Linked DNA regions of Rattus norvegicus: all the other regions are linked to region 1. Evidence: chromatin contacts called from public Hi-C and HiChIP or PLAC-seq data. All regions are on one chromosome and are shown on one strand. Each heading gives the region's core, a stretch centred on a gene start, on an enhancer-like site or on the middle of the called end of the contact. The rest is flanking DNA. Distances are from core to core; before and after follow the strand shown. Region 1 holds the start of Fyn (FYN proto-oncogene, Src family tyrosine kinase). Region 2 has its middle 7.6 kb from the start of Ccn6. Region 3 overlaps Fyn (FYN proto-oncogene, Src family tyrosine kinase).

What was found. A called contact is a pair of places that touch in the nucleus more often than the background predicts. HiChIP or PLAC-seq counts read pairs in DNA pulled down with a chosen protein or histone mark.
Region 2: a Hi-C map of Schwann cells shows a contact between it and region 1, with 5 times the contacts expected there. The contact joins the enhancer-like site here to the promoter of Fyn in region 1. A contact is called at or near these places in 2 of 12 Hi-C or Micro-C datasets (Schwann cells and frontal cortex) and 1 of 1 datasets of contacts at active chromatin or transcription factors (oligodendrocytes).
Region 3: a contact with region 1 is called in an H3K27ac HiChIP or PLAC-seq map of oligodendrocytes, with 5 times the contacts expected there. The contact joins the enhancer-like site here to the promoter of Fyn in region 1. A contact is called at or near these places in 5 of 12 Hi-C or Micro-C datasets (Schwann cells, frontal cortex, kidney and 2 more) and 1 of 1 datasets of contacts at active chromatin or transcription factors (oligodendrocytes).

The regions. Positions count from the first base shown.
Region 1 is chr20:44,320,582-44,325,586 of GRCr8, reverse strand. It overlaps Fyn (FYN proto-oncogene, Src family tyrosine kinase), which reads right to left and starts at 2,923. Exons shown (of 14, transcript NM_012755.2): 1 at 2,814-2,923. It also overlaps the pseudogene LOC108349082.
Region 2 is chr20:44,144,824-44,149,828 of GRCr8, reverse strand. No RefSeq gene overlaps it. Among named protein-coding and RNA genes, the nearest start is that of Ccn6, 7.6 kb to the right of the region's middle. Within about 2 kb of position 2,833, at least 75 of the 93 cell types and tissues checked have an H3K27ac peak or open chromatin away from gene starts, as enhancers often do. A contact at or near this core is called in Schwann cells, where this site is marked.
Region 3 is chr20:44,450,514-44,455,518 of GRCr8, reverse strand. The region is part of intron 3 of Fyn (FYN proto-oncogene, Src family tyrosine kinase); the gene reads right to left. Among named protein-coding and RNA genes, the nearest start is that of Traf3ip2, 110 kb to the left of the region's middle. Within about 2 kb of position 2,883, at least 23 of the 93 cell types and tissues checked have an H3K27ac peak or open chromatin away from gene starts, as enhancers often do. A contact at or near this core is called in Schwann cells, where this site is marked.

The DNA.
Region 1 (5,005 bases), core at 1,674-4,173:
CCCCAACTCTTCATCCCGCCAAGCCGTCCGTTGGAACAGGTTAGAATGGGAAACTACGGCATGATGGGAGAACGGGACCCAGCATCACTCATTGTACAGGAGCAAGCCCCCTTCTGAGCAGAAACACACGTATGTGGTGCTATCACAGGGGCACAGACGAATCTCTTGTGTTTTTGTACCATGATACATTCTCAGGCCTACTATAGCTACTAACATGAGTCTTCTTAAAAGACGCTGGGTACGTACGTACGTATGTATCGTTGATCTGATTCATATTTGTCGCTCATTAAATGAAGCCACCAAGTAATACCAACCAGAGTAAAACCCAATGAAAATGAGACAAGCCAGATTAGGTTCTCGACCCAGTGGCAGAAATGGACAATAAACAAAAACAGACTCTGACGATGGTGTTGGGAGACAAATTTGGAGACATGGTGGCTTGGCTGGAGCAGAGAAGCCGGTGAAGGTTTCAGAATAGAGACAACATTTGTGCTGGGCCTGGGCTTCAGAACATCAGAAGAGGTGGGGACTCCAGACCGTCAGAAAATAGAGGGCATTTGCTCACACTCATTTAACCTTATTAATAAGTGCCTCTGACTTGGTCAGTACAGTGTGAGTTTATTGTGTATTGACTTTCCTTTCTGGGTTTGGCATCCCAACAAACCAGCCTTTGTTTCCAGAGAGCATTCATTATTAACCCTTCTGCTGTATGTATGGTGTGTGTGTGTGTGTGTGTGTGTGTGTGTGTGTGTGTATGTGTGTATATGTGTGTACATGTATGTATGTGTGTATATGTGTATCTGTGTGTGTATATATATGTGTGTATATGTGTATATGTGTGTATATGTGTGTACATGTATGTATGTGTATATATGTGTATCTGTGTATGTATATGTGTGTGCATGTATGTATGTGTATGTATGTATATGTGTGTACATGTATGTATGTATGTTCCACAATGGATGTCAGCTTAATTCATCACAACTCTTTTCAGATAAAACAGCTAAAAAGTAAACTTGGGACAGTTCCGTTACTTTGAACACTTGAGGCCCCACAACATGATCCAGGAATCAGCAGACTACACCAAAGTTTCTGACACACTATGTCTGAGATTTACATGAATATCTCTACCTTAAGAGGAACATCATGGGTTCTGAATCCAGTCATCTACACCCCCGGCTCATAGTCAGCTAGCCCCAAAGCTTGAGAGTTGAAACCACTTCCTCCCAAGTCTGAGGGCATGGTACTCGTGGGGCAGGGGCAGGGGCAGGGAGACTGAGCACAAAGGGTGAAAACTACTGTAAGCTGCTTTGGTGCTGAGAGGATGTGGGCATCCAAAGTCACCCTTGAACCAGACAAGTGGTGCCTCCAGGGTCTTCCGAACGCCAGCCCAAGTGCGTTCATGCCACAGCCCCGGTCACTTAAATAAAAGAGCATAGCTGGACACCACAGCACATTTCAAAAGACTTCATTCAGCAAAGCGGCCTTGGACTTTAGAGAATCCAGTCAGGCTGCCTCACTCTTGGTGAACTGATTCTGACTCAGACACAAAATTCTTCTGATCCCCCCACCCATTGATTTATCCTGTCTCAGGTATCAGTACCTATCCCCCAAGAAGAAAGGGGAGGAAAACGAGGGATGGAAGGAGGGTTCCTTGAAAGTATAGCAACTCCTAAAACAGCTGAAATAATTCCTCCCTTAAATAGGGGAAACTGCAGTTGCCACTCAATGCCACCACCCTGGGAATACAGCAAAATAAGTGCACCTGCCACCCGGGATCGGGAGCCTTCGTTTTTTGGTGAGTGTGGCAGAAAGGACTAGAGATCAACTGCTTCATCAGAAAGAAAGGGAAGCCCCAGGGATGAGACAAGAAGCATGGTGGTGCCTTGGGGACTTTATGTGTCTCTTTTCTATGAACTGAAAGGGCTCTTTGTGTCACACACACACACACACACACACACACACACACACACAGAGAGAGAGAGAGAGAGAGAGAGAGAGAGAGAGAGAGAGAGAGAGTCTGATTTATTAGAGGAAGGAGGGGCAAAATGGGTGATTTTATTATCCCTCCTCCCAGTGAGTCCCAGCCAATGCCTCCTGGGCCCAAGCTTGGTGGCCTCTTTCTAGCCCAGTCCCTGTGGCCTCAGAGATAAGAGAGCCTAGAGGAGACCAAACAAAACCATCTACCGACCTAGGGAAGTAGGGAGGAAATCCAGCGAGTCCAGAAGGGAGGAGGAATAAGCTTGAAAGCCGAAGGGGTGGGGGACAGAGGAAGAAAAGGCAAGGCCAGACACAGGGGAAAGGGGAAGGGTGGGTGGGTGGCAGCACAGGAAGGGTGAAGGGGAGGGTGGGGGAAGTGCAAGGGAGGTTCCAGAAATAGGCAGAAGGATGCGCTGGGGAAGGCAAGGGCCGCCGAGGGAGGAGGCCGGGAGGTGGAGGAGTGGGGCAGGGGTTGGGTGGGGAGGAAAGCAGCACCGGGCATCAATTATTAAGTGATTACATCATCCCTGACATTAAAACAACACACACAGCCCGGGTCCCCGCGGGGGGCTGCGAAAGGAGGGCGGAGGCGGAGCTGGGCCAACCTCGCCCCCAAGCCAATTCTTATTTTTTTCACCCGGCGCCTGCCGGCGGCCGAGGAATGGCACCCCGGTGCCCGCGCAGCCTCCGGGCGGCACCCCGCATCAGTGTCCTGCGTCGCGGGGCGCCCTGGAGGCTGCGCGGCGGGACCGCAGCGGGGGCAGCCCGTGCGGGGGCGCTGGGCCGGGCGTCTCCGCAGCATCCCGAGGCTCCGCGCATCCCCGGTCGCTTACCTGCGTGGCGTGGCGCTCGGTTCCGGAGCACATTCACATGGTCCTCTCCCCGCCCTCCTCCGGCGAGGCCCTGGCGGCTCCGGTGGCTCCGCGGCCGGGCCCAGGAGCTCGTGGGCCTCGCGAAGCGCCGAGGGGGCGGCGCCGGTGTCCCCGGCCCGGCAGCCCAGTCCCTCCCTGGCGCGGGCGGCGGCTTTGTGTGCGCCCGGGGAGTCCTCGGAGCGCTCCGGCTAGAGGCGGCCTCGCTGCGCTCTTGATCAGCGGGCGGGTCTCGGAGGCTCGGCGCACAGCGACCCCTCCTCCTCTCCGCGGAGCCCCCTCCCCGCCGGCTGCGCTCCTGACAGATGGCGCAACTGCACCGACGCGCCGCCGCCGCGGCTTCTCGCAGCTACTCTCGCTGATGCTCGGGCTGCTCCGGATCCCGAGGGGTTCGAGAGGGGGCGGGACACGCCCCGAGACTGTCAGTTCCTTCTGCCCTATCAAAGGGTCCGCTGAGGGCTGAGCGCAGTCAGCCATTGGTGCGCGCGTCGGAGGCGGGACGGCCATGGGTGGGGCCGCCGAGTGGGTTGAGCGTTACTGTGGTGGCGGGCAGCCTGGCGTGCGCAGGGCCACAGGGTGTGCGAGAGGATGCGAGGTTGAGGAGGAGAAGGAGGAGGTGTGTGTCTGAGGATCCTGTGGAGTTGCGAGTTGGTGGGGTGGACAGGAGAGAGCGCAGGGAACGAGCTGCTTTCCTACTTTGCTAGTGGAGACTGGCACCTGCCACTCGAGCCTCACAGCCATGGGAACCTATTTCTCCAAAGAAATAGGAGTGGGAGGATAAAGTGGAAAGGTGTTAAGAAGGGCGATGGCAAATTGGAGAAGTGAGGAGCAAAGTAGAGAAGTACCAGTGCAGAAACTGGGAAAGCTCGAACCAACAAATGCGCAACGAATAATAAGAAGAAGAAATTCATAATTTGCTAGTCTCATTTTCTTGAGCACCCAAATATGTTCATGTTCACACACACACATCAGGAAACGTGAGAGGAAGTATGACTAAAATTCAAGGGGCCTGCAACAAAGAACCTCCAAACCACACAGTAGAGATGCTTGGGCGCTTTCCTAGCTCTTTAGAGTAGCCATTGCCTGTCTGGCTTCTCGATGCATTCAAACTTCTCTTGGTTTTCTTGTTTTCATTGGTGGCTGGGCTGAGCTTTTTACTCAGATTTTCCTTGATGAAATAATAACTGGGTTGGTATGCAGTCGGTCTTTATTTCCGATTCAGCTTTTCTATGGCAGGATGTAACTTCATAAAAAGAAACACTTCGCCTTCCTGATTTTCTTTATAGGTAATTCCTGTTTCCTGAAAGCTCTGTTTTAAGACACGTTCAGAATCATTTTCTTTAATGATTTTGGTAAGAAACTCACCCCTCTCCCCCCCAGCAAATCTAATCTTGTAAGAAGTAAGTTTAAGCGAAGCAGCCTTGGCTTCCTTTGACGCTCAAGGTCTATGTTATCTTTCCTGCTCAGTACTTTTCTCCCCTGAAGTTTAAAAATACCGGTCTCTCTTGCTGACTTTTTGTTTTCTTGGTCTTTTCCGCTGTGCTCTTTTGAGAAATTTGCTGCCATTCAGTAAATGATCCTCACGTGATAGACGAGGAAACCGAAGACAAGAGAAGGTGACACTGAGGAATTCCTTGTCCAATCTCTTCCTGAAACCTGCAGCAGATGGTACTAAATCACTCCATTGTTAATAATTTCTTTGAGAGGTGTCTCATTTTTGACAACCGTGGCATAATGGCTTCTTCATGTAATTAGTGGACAAATAAAAGGTAAAATAGTTAAATGATGAATTAACCTACTCCTGGCAAGACTGTGTTCTGTTTTTGTTTTTGTTTTTGTTTGTTTCTTTTTGGGTTTTTTTGTTTTTTGGGGTTTTTTGTTTTGTTTTGTTTTGTTTTGTTTTAGCTCTTTACTTTTCGGAGAAAAAAAACTCACAACTCTTCCTAAGTACAACTTTAAAGGGATTGTGTCTCCACAAGAGGCTTTGCTGATGTTGTGAAAAAGCCCTTCGAAGATGTCAGCATGAATTCCCATTTTAATCTGCTCCCAAAGGTCTTCAAGGTGGCCTTGACATAAACGCTGTCCCTGGCCTGCCCAAGGCAAGGCATACTTCCCTCTAAACCTGCAATTTTGTTTTCTCACAGGCAGTATCTATT
Region 2 (5,005 bases), core at 1,584-4,083, 180 kb after region 1:
CACCACCGGGGCAGGTCCAAAAGTCCCATCTGAACTAGCTTAAGCAAAACCAACAATGTATTGTAATCATAGGGAGATTCGTAAATCACAACTTTAATAAAACATAAAAAAAAAAAAAAAAAAGAGGAGACGAGGGAAATGTGCTTCTCACGGAACCCAATGGGAGAGGTTGACACAAACCCAGAATTCGGAACACCATCAGGCTCTGACTTTAATTTTGTTATAGAATTAATACAGTGTCCCCAGAGGCGTTTTTATACCCTAGGAACGGTGAATATCTGTTGGGCCCGTTGAATGAATTCTTTTAACTTTATGAAATCAGGATTAAAATTATTCTGTTCTACGGAGCAGAAATCCTAGAGTCATAGACTGCCTAGCTAGTCTCCTGTGACCCAGAGCCTGTCCCTGAGACCACTGCTCTTTGCCCTTTGTTCCACAGATTCCAAGCACCACCCACGCCATCATCGGCCCAGAGAGACATCCCTTTTCTGTACCTAAAGTTCGGTTCCTCTGAGGTAGGGGTATGGCTAGACAGCTTGTGTCTGGTGATGGGGCTGGAAAGCAGGATGTAAGTACTCAGAGCCATGAGTGCCTGCCACCATGCTCCCTACCACAACGGTCATAGACCAACCCTCTGAAACTGAGGGAAGCCCCTGATTAAATGTTTTCTCCTCTATATTGCCCTGGTCATGGTCTCTTCACAGCAATAGAGCAGTAACTGAGGCAGGATGTTAAGGGACACGCCCTACAGTCTGGGGAGATGGGTAAGCATGGAGCTTTGGACTCAGGAGAGACTGAGGTTATGGGACATCCTAACAGTTGTCAACTGCATATTTCCAGCTTGGCCTCAGGCATGCCTCCTTTGTTTACCTTGCTTTGCAGAAATTTCTAGAAGTATTGAACTTTCAAAGTCAGTGACTTGCCCATTCTATGCACTGCGAGCTCCTGATTCCTGTTCTCTTTCACATATTGCCTCCTCCGATCACTGTCCTTAAAAAAATAAAATCAGATCAGATCAGTTCACCGTTTTTTCATGCTGTGTGCCCTTTTTCTTTTCCTCTCTCTTTCTTTCTCTTTATTCTTTGTCAGCAGACTGTCTTATAATAATCATAAAATAGAGGATATAAAATTCATTGGTCAAAAAAGAAAAACAAACAAACAAAGAAACAAAAGAACGACTCCAGAGTTATGCTGTCCAGCTCGGTAGCCTCTAGCTACATGCGGCCACTTCAATTCAAAGAACTGAACTGAACACAATTAAAGTGTCCTTTCTTCATTCATGCCAGTCACGTGTTCGGTGCCCCAGGGCACACTCGCATTCCGTATTATAGAATATCCCAGCCACTTTGCATTGCTTTGCCGTCTAGGGATGTCACTGAGCCTAACCAGGGTGAGAGAGCCTGAGAAAGGAGCTGGCTGTGTGGCAGAAGTGGCCCCTTGACCTGCAGTGGCTCTCCTGCTCCCAGGGGCTGCAGAGCCAGCTCTCTTTCCCACAGTGGTGCTTCCTCTTGATCGCTTCCTGACAAGCTCCCATGCGAGCTTCCTCAAGACCAACATCTGTACCACGTGACCTTGGCGTTATTTCTCTGATGGTGAGCAAAAGGCAACCGCAATAGCAGCTTCTGGGGCTGGGGCTGACATTTATTTCTGGAAGTGAAATTTTTACGCACTCGTTTGGCTAGAGGCAGACTGGAGAAACCCTACAGACTGGGGGTGCTGGTAAACAGAGTGAGGTGTTAAGCAGAGAAAAGCTTCACGATCCCCCAAAAGGGAGTTCCCATGGTCTCCGCCGTGGGAACCCGGCTGTCTCTCCTTTTCCTAACCTTCCAGAAATGCCAGGCTCTCACCACAGCGGCACTCGGTTCTTTAACACTATCTTGTTCTCCCTGGGACGAAGTTTACTTCATTCGATGTCAACCTACACACCCAGTTTCTGGACTCCTTTGCTTCTACTGGGGACAGGAGGATGTCCTGTAGTCTGACAGGGTTCCCGGTGAGTTCTGTCCTAGAGTGGGAGGAAAGGAAGTCTTTTTGGAGTCTCTAGGCTTCAAGGGAACCATAGAAGGGAGGACAATGTGGCCTGCAGGCTGCCGAACCCGGAATCCTAACCAAGATGAAGGAGGAGCCTGGGAATGGCTGCTTTCAGGTCAGAAGGGGGACCTGGGAGCACAGGTGACTTGATTTAAAGGATTCTAAACATATCTGGATAGTTAAGCCTAAGACTGAAAATTCTTGGTTACTGCAGCTATGTATACTAAGGTTGGATATAAAGTCTTGAGACGCTGGGATAGGTCCACCCAGCACTCAAATGGCATTTTAGTAGCCACATCCAGAACTGAAACATGCTTTCCACGTTGAAATCTTGACTCCGGCTTATTTGGGGAATCATTTGTGGAGGGCTCTGTCAGTCCTGTTGTAGACAAGAACGAGTTAAGTTAGGATCTACTTCAAAGCAAAGGAAGCCGTGTTTCCGGTGAAAGTCTGTGCAGTGCTTTGGAAGCCTCAGGGAGGAGAAGTCAGGGGAAGATGGCGAGTTATATTTGAAGGTTGTAAGCGCAAAAGCTCTAGAATTTGTGAGCCGAGTTGCTTTGGACTGTATTTATACGTATTTCATGTAGGAGAAGGCAAACGAGACGCCGTAAAGATGCCTCCTATGTCTGACTGGCAAAGAAAGGGAACAATATAACATTCTAATCTGCAAATCTGTAGTCAAAGAACACACTGACCAAATAAAAGGACTGCTGCGTTAACACATTTGCTGTTTACTCTGAAGTGTTTTTGCATTGTCTGAGATTCCCACTTGATCGATCGTGTCGCCCTCTACTGGTCAGAAGGGCGAGGCGCCGCCGCAGAGATCACGTGGAAGCCCCACCCACGGTTGAATGTCAGAGCATCTCTGTCTGTCCAATTGTGCAAATTTCCGGTGACATTGATTGGCGAACACTTGGCTGTGGTTAAATCGACACGAGACCATTTTATGTGAAGAGTACTTCCGTTTTTCTATATAAGCATGTTCTGTGATCGGAAAACTAAAAGGAGAGCTGGACCCCACCCCATCCTGCTCCACTAATCTCATTGTCTTTCTCCTGCTGGTAAATTATGTATCACTATTCTGTCGAGTATTAAAAACAAATGAGGATTTAAAGAATTTAAAGATTCCAAAAGCTACAACCGCTGTTCAGAGTGCCGGGTGAAATAAAAGGATTCTCACCACGGAGGAATCTGATCTTGCTATGGAATGAAAAAGCCGAATGCTTGCGACCGGGAAATGCTCGTTGTCCACCCAGCCAAGGACTTTTTGTAGGGATGGAAAAGCCTCCTGTACCAACCATCCTAGCGCTACTGCAGGAGGCTCGGCGAGATGGCGGCGGGCTCCTCCCACCTCTGCGGCAGCGGAGATCAATAATGCAAGGCTCTGCGGCAAACACGCGCCTCCTTTCTTCCCTGGCAGCGACCATCAAGAGCCTTCGGCTGGAACGTTGACCCGGTGCGCCATCTAGCGACCGCCAGGGTCCAATGCAACTTTGAGCTGGAAAGTCCGGAAACAGCTTGAGAGCTGCGTGGGTGAAGGGAGTTTTCAACAGCTGATCTCATTTAAGAGGACAAAGGAAAAATAAATTGTGTGTCTGTTTGCTTGTGAAAATTAACACGAAGACTAGAAGCTCCTAATGCCCACCATCACATGAAATATAGACGTTTTATGTTTTATGCTACAGTCTTGAGGGCTTTTTTTTTTTTTTGGCATTTTTATTGGATATACTATGTATTTACATTTCAAGTGTTATCCCCTTTCCCGGTTCCCCCTTCTCCCAATCCCTTCCTCCTGCTTCTATGAGGATGCTCCCCCTCCCACCCACCCACTCCCACTTCACCGCCCTGGCATTCCCTTACACTGGGGAACTGAGCCTTCACAGGACTAAGGGCTTCTCCTCCCACTAATGCCGGACAAGTCCATCCTCTGCTACATATGCGGCTGGAGCCATGGGTCCCTCCATGTGTACTCTTTGGTTAGTGGCTTAGTCCCTGGGAGCTCTGGGGGGTCTAGTTGGCTCATATTGTTCATTCGTTAGGGTTTCTGTTGCTGTGATGAAACACCATGACTAAAGCAACTAGGGAAGAAAAGGGTTTATTTAGTTTACAAGCCCACGACTGTTCATTGTGGAACAGGACAAAAAAAAAAATCCAGCAGAGTAGAAACCTGGAGGCCGAAGCTAATGCAAAGACCGTAGCGGAGCGGAGGCTTACTGACTTGTTCCCTGTGGCTTGCTCAGTCTGCTTTCGTATAGCACCCAGGACCACCCAGCTCAGGGATGGCACCGCCCACAAATGGGCCGGGCCCTCCCCCATTACTCACTAATTAAGAAAATGCCCTACAGCCTTGCTCACAGCCCCAGCTTATGTTGGAGGTTTTTCAGTTTTACCTCTCCAATTGCCCCAAACTGACGTAAAACTAGCTAGCACACCTGCTGTTTTGAAATAGTCTGTTTTCTACGTGGTCCAGGCTAATAGGAAACCCTATGCAAGCATACACGGCCGAATTTGAATTTCAGGTTAAAACCCAACAATTGCTTAGTATAAGCATGCCGTATATACGTTAAAGCATCTCATTGGGCATCCTGCCATGATCGTTACCTTTCATCTTGTTAGCCAAGGCCGATAGCCCTCCTGATAAACAGAATTTACAGGATTTACAAAGGTTGGTAGCTATGGTTAGACCGCTTGAGGCAGTTAGCTGTGAGCGCCCTCTTCTGTCCTCCATGGGCACTGCACTCATATACTCCCACACACCTCCATAGACGCATTATTAAAAAAACAAAAACAAAAACAAAAACAAAACAAAACAAAACAAAACAAACCCTCCAAGTTAAAAAGAAAACCAAGAACACACTGCATTTGCATGCTTTTCTTTCCTTGTGACATTAGCTCCACCCACACTTGGGAGCATGGTTAATGCTCTCCCTCCCTCCCTTCTTTTCATGTGGCGGTTTCCTGTGTCTGCGGCTAA
Region 3 (5,005 bases), core at 1,634-4,133, 130 kb before region 1:
TCTTGTCCCACCCTGCACAGCAATGGGATGAAACGAATCATTCACGGAACACCACGGGCGCATTTGGAGAGAGGCGCATTCCTGGCGCCCGGAATTGACTCTGGTGTTGTTTGTGTAGGTCACCCCCAGGCTGAGAAACTGCGTCTTTTCCTCCTGTACACCTTCCCACTCGCAGTGCCTGGAGCTCTGAAGGCACGCAGTGCAGGGGAGCGTGAGCCCCCGAGGGTGAGTGCTAACACTGCTGTGCTGTCAGCCAGCCCGGCACTGGATGGGCTCCCAGACCTAAATGGCCCAATGAAGTTCTAACAGGGAATCATGGAGGGGTTCCAGACAGAGGGTGGGGATATTTCTTGCTCCCAGTTTGCTTTGGATCTCTGAGTTGACAGAAGGAGAACTCGATGACATAAACGAGAGTGATTAACCCTGTCTGGACGAAGAGATTCAGGAGAGACGGGGCACCCTACCTCCCCCAACTCTTCCAGGTCACAGAACAGTGTGGCAGAGTCGGTTTTAAGGGGTTGTATGAAGTCACCATTACTGCTATTTAACTCCAGAGTTCCAGAACGCACTCCACTCTCAGAGAAACCGCATGCACTGAGCAACCACCCGTGGATCCCCAGCTCCCCGACACCTCTCTAGCCTACCCTGGGTCTCTATGGATCTGCCTATTCTGGATAGTTGGTATGGATTCAATCACATGATATACAACCTTGGTTTCTTTCTACTTTTCACTAGGGCATAACGCATTTAAGATCCATTCACCAGGCAGTGATGTAACACTATATTAAAGTATCATTCCGTTAATCACTAAACATCTCTCACTGCATGACTGTGTCGTAAGCTGCTCGCCCGTTTAGGAACTATGGACATCCTGGCTACTTCCTCGCGTGAGTGGTTCTGTTATCAGCATCTACATACATGTTTATTCTGTAGACGTTTGTTTTAACAGTGGATTTATAAGGATAAGGCAAACCAATGAGGCAGGAAATGAGGGAACACTACTGGTAGCACAGAGCTCTGAAACTCAAGGGGAAGTGCCGCTTTCCACAGCAATCCGAGAACCAGGTTAGGCCAGTAAGTGATTTAATTAGTAATTAAACTCACAGATGAACGCTCTACCCAACGGGGACAGAGGGTCCCTTGAAATGAGCGCGCCCCTGCAGTGCTGTGGAGACTGGGGGTTCGTCTAGAGCCTTGAGAACACCAGACTGGTAATGTCAACAAGGGGCTTTAAAACCAGCTGGCCTCTTGGCCTGTGAGTTTGTGCTAAGAGAGATTTTATGAAATGCTGTTTATCATTTGGGAAATTAGAAAATATGCGCCCTTTTAGTGAGCGGTGGTGAATTTATAAGTTATGTCTATGACAGAGTGGTAAGCGGAGGAGAAACCGGACCTGATCGGTACTCTGAAGCAGTGCTCTGTGTCTGAGAGGCACCGGCCCTTGCAGCTGTGGAATGAGTGCCTGCAATGGCTTCAGGGGGACAGGCTGAAATCACCACAGGTGACGGCACCATGGCAGAATGTGCTTTCTTAGTTTCTGACTTCACTGCTCAGATTGTCTGCACGCAGACTGTACTGTGAGAAAGCACCACTCTGAGGATGAGTTTAAGTTGCCTTAATTCTTTCATAGGAAACGCCCCTTGTTTCCGTTCCCAGCTGAATCTGCCTGTGAGTTGAAACAGTCATGTATTAATGAAGTAGCAAACTGGAGAGGGGAGGGGAGCAGCTAACTCAAAGCACAGTAAGAGGCAACTTCTAGAAGGCACCGAGAGCTAACTTGTCACAAACAGTGAGTGTGCTTTCTACCCCTTGGTGGGGTGAGGAGCTGTGCAGCAAAGCAAGCAGGGGGAACACAGAGACTGAGGCCAGGGAAGCAGAGCGGCTCGGAGTCAACTGGAGGACGAAATGGGTAACCAAGTCAGACCTGGGCAGACAAGGTGGGGGCACCTGCTTCTGCTCTAAGTCCTATGTGCTTGGAGAACCCACCCAAGTAGGAATGACAGCCCTTAAGCAGGCACTCCTGGAAGTAAGGGCTTGGATTGGGCTGAGCTGTGCACTGGTCAGCCCTATGGAGGGAAGGGCTAACAGCGCGCGCTCGCTCTCTCTCTCTCTCTCTCTCTCTCTCTCTCTCTCTCTCTCTCTCTCTCGGTGCTGCTGTTGGTGGAGGCAGGGGGATTTGTCCTTATGCTCCTTGCTCTCACCCTTTCCTGCTGGCAGCTGGCTTTGACTTTAGAGCTAGGTTTCTTGAATCCTGGTGAGCAGAGGAGGGGCAGCCTCTCCTGAAATGCTAACAGTGTTCTGGAGACGTCTGATAGCCAGTCAAGCATGTTTCCACCACTCTGCCCATGCTCTGTGGAAACCACCACAGGAAAACAAAAACAAAACCATGGGCTTCTATTCACAAGCTAGCACAGAGACAAGGGAGGCCAGCGTCACATCTGGGACTCGGTGGCAAAGCCTGGCTCTCTGGCCTCCTCTGTTTTAGTAACAGTTGGAGCGGGACTGGCGGAGGGCCAGGGGGTCACAGTGTCACCTGGCATAGACACAAGCAAACACATTAGCAGCACCAAGCGGCTGTCTGAACGGGCATCACCAACGCCCCTACTATAGGAAGAAGGAGAATGTGCATCCAGGAGGTTCCTTCTCAGGCAGAACAAAAACTTGCTCTGCAGATCTCTCCAGTCACCATGGAGGTTCCTGGCCACATGGCTGGTTCTGCATGAGCCTCCGCCTTTAGAAAAACAGTGGACTCTTTTTCTTCTCTTTAATGCAGTGGCTCTAGTCAAGCGCAGATGGCGGGTGGGTGAGATGGCTCAGTGAGTAAGGATGCCTGTTGCAAAGCCCACGGGTCTGAGTTTGATCCCAGCTGGAGGGGAGAAGTGACTGCTCCCAGGTGGTCTGACCTCTGACCTCCACACCTGTGCCACAGCTGGCACGGAAGCTTTGCCCAGGCGTGCACACAAATACATAGAAGTCTAATAAAAAAAAAAACACGAAAAACAGCAGATAGAGCGAGCTTATGGGACAGTGGGCGTGGTGTCTGTATGGTCCGCCCCTTTGCTCTGAAGCACAGTTGTGACGTTGTGGAAACAGCCCCAGCAGAATCTACAGGCATGGAACTTTGGTGTGAAGACAGGTACCCCCTGCACAGCAAGTCTGGAAGTGAGACCCGCATCTCCTTGGAGGAATGACGGGGAGCCCAGTGTCTCACAGCCCCTGGGACTGCGGGCTGGCACTTCCTGAGAGAGAGAGAGAGAGAGAGAGAGAGAGAGAGAGAGACACACACACACACACACACACACACACACACACACACACACACACACACCCCACAGGAGCACAGCAGCAGCAGCAGCCTCTGCACTGGGCAGTGATTTAGAATTTCAAAGCTTTGCAGCAGCCACGGCTTTGCTGTGAATGCTGATAAACCAGGCAGTGGGGAAAGCACACTCAGCTTCTGGGGCTTCTGAGAGCAAGGAGCAGTGACAAAGGAGGCAGAGAGGGGGGCTCCAGCCAGCCTCCTCCCACCTCTTCACGGTACAGAGTCTGCAGGGTCAGGGGTGGGGGGAGCTCTGCCTCGGAGCCCAGCTGTGCGAGCCTTTGGTCTTTCAGAAGAGATCTGCACTTAGGATTGCCAAGTGCCCAAGACCCAGAGGAAATTAAAGGAGGGAGATGGAGCCACCTGCAGGCAGCCAGCGCTGGTTCCCAGCAGCCCTCAGAGAACAGCATCTGAGGTGACAAACTGGCTACTCTGAGGGAGGAGCTGCTGCTGCCACCGACTCAGCGAATCCAACTGACAACATGATTGAAGCCTGACAGAAACCTTGTCAGTTAAAAAAAAAAACAACTAAATCAATCAAAAGAGAAGGAACAAATGTTTTGTGAGTCACCATACATTTACATACATACACTGTTAGCTGATTATAAATGGTAATCTATAAGTAAGCTAAGGTAATCTGACAGTGACACGTGTATTACTGTCATTACTATTATTATTACCGTTATTACTATTCTTAGTGTTGTCTCAGAGAATTAGGAGCCTGGAGGATTCTGCTACCACAGGCCTGAAAGAATACAGTTTGGGTTGAGCATGGTGGTGCGCGTCTTTGACCCCAGCACTCCAGAGGCGGAGGCAGGTGCATCCTGAGGCTAGTCTAGTCTACACTGCAAGTTCCAGGACACTCAGGCAGACATAACAGAGAAACCTTGTCTTAAAACACAAAAACAAACAAAACCTTACACCCTCCCCACAATAGTCTGGACAATCCTGAGGCCCAAATCCATCTCTGATACTAATCGAGTCACAGAAGAGGTCGGGAAGGAGGGTGTGGCAGGCTGTCCCTCATCCCACTAGACAGCCCTTGCCACTGCACAGTGACAGTTTTCAGTGAGCCTATGGCCACGTAGTTGAAGACCACACCTTCAGCTTTTTGTCTATCCAGCTGTTTCCACGTCATTTCACCTGTAGGCTGATTGCAAGTGGCTGTGGAAACGCCGGGTTCTTTATCTTTTAGGTGACAGCCCCCCCCTTCCTTCTTACTCCCTGCAGCATGGAGTGGTATGTGGTTCGGGGAAACCATCTCGGAAGAGAGAAGAGACCAGAAGGCTAAGGAATGGTGTGGCATCAGGACAGCAAGAACCCTGGAAGGCGCCATTCACCCTAATTCACCAGCTTTAACCTTCAGGCAGGGGAAGCATGGACTCTGTCATGTGTGAGTCCTTATATTTAAGAGGGAGACGTGTAATGGCCATGGTCGTTCTGTTATGACAGCCTATACCTGGGCTTAAAGGAGCAAAGAGGAAGTAAATGTAACACGGAAATCAAGCCTGGATCTGGGGCATATGTCCCTGTCCCTCTATCACTGGCCACCAAGCTGTGAGAAAGAAAACAACCATGAGTTAGAAGAACACCTTAATGAGAAAACAATCTTTCTCAGCACTCGAAATACGGTCTCTTTTAGTCCTCAGAGCAACCGGGCCCAGGCATCTCAGGTAAGGAACAGAT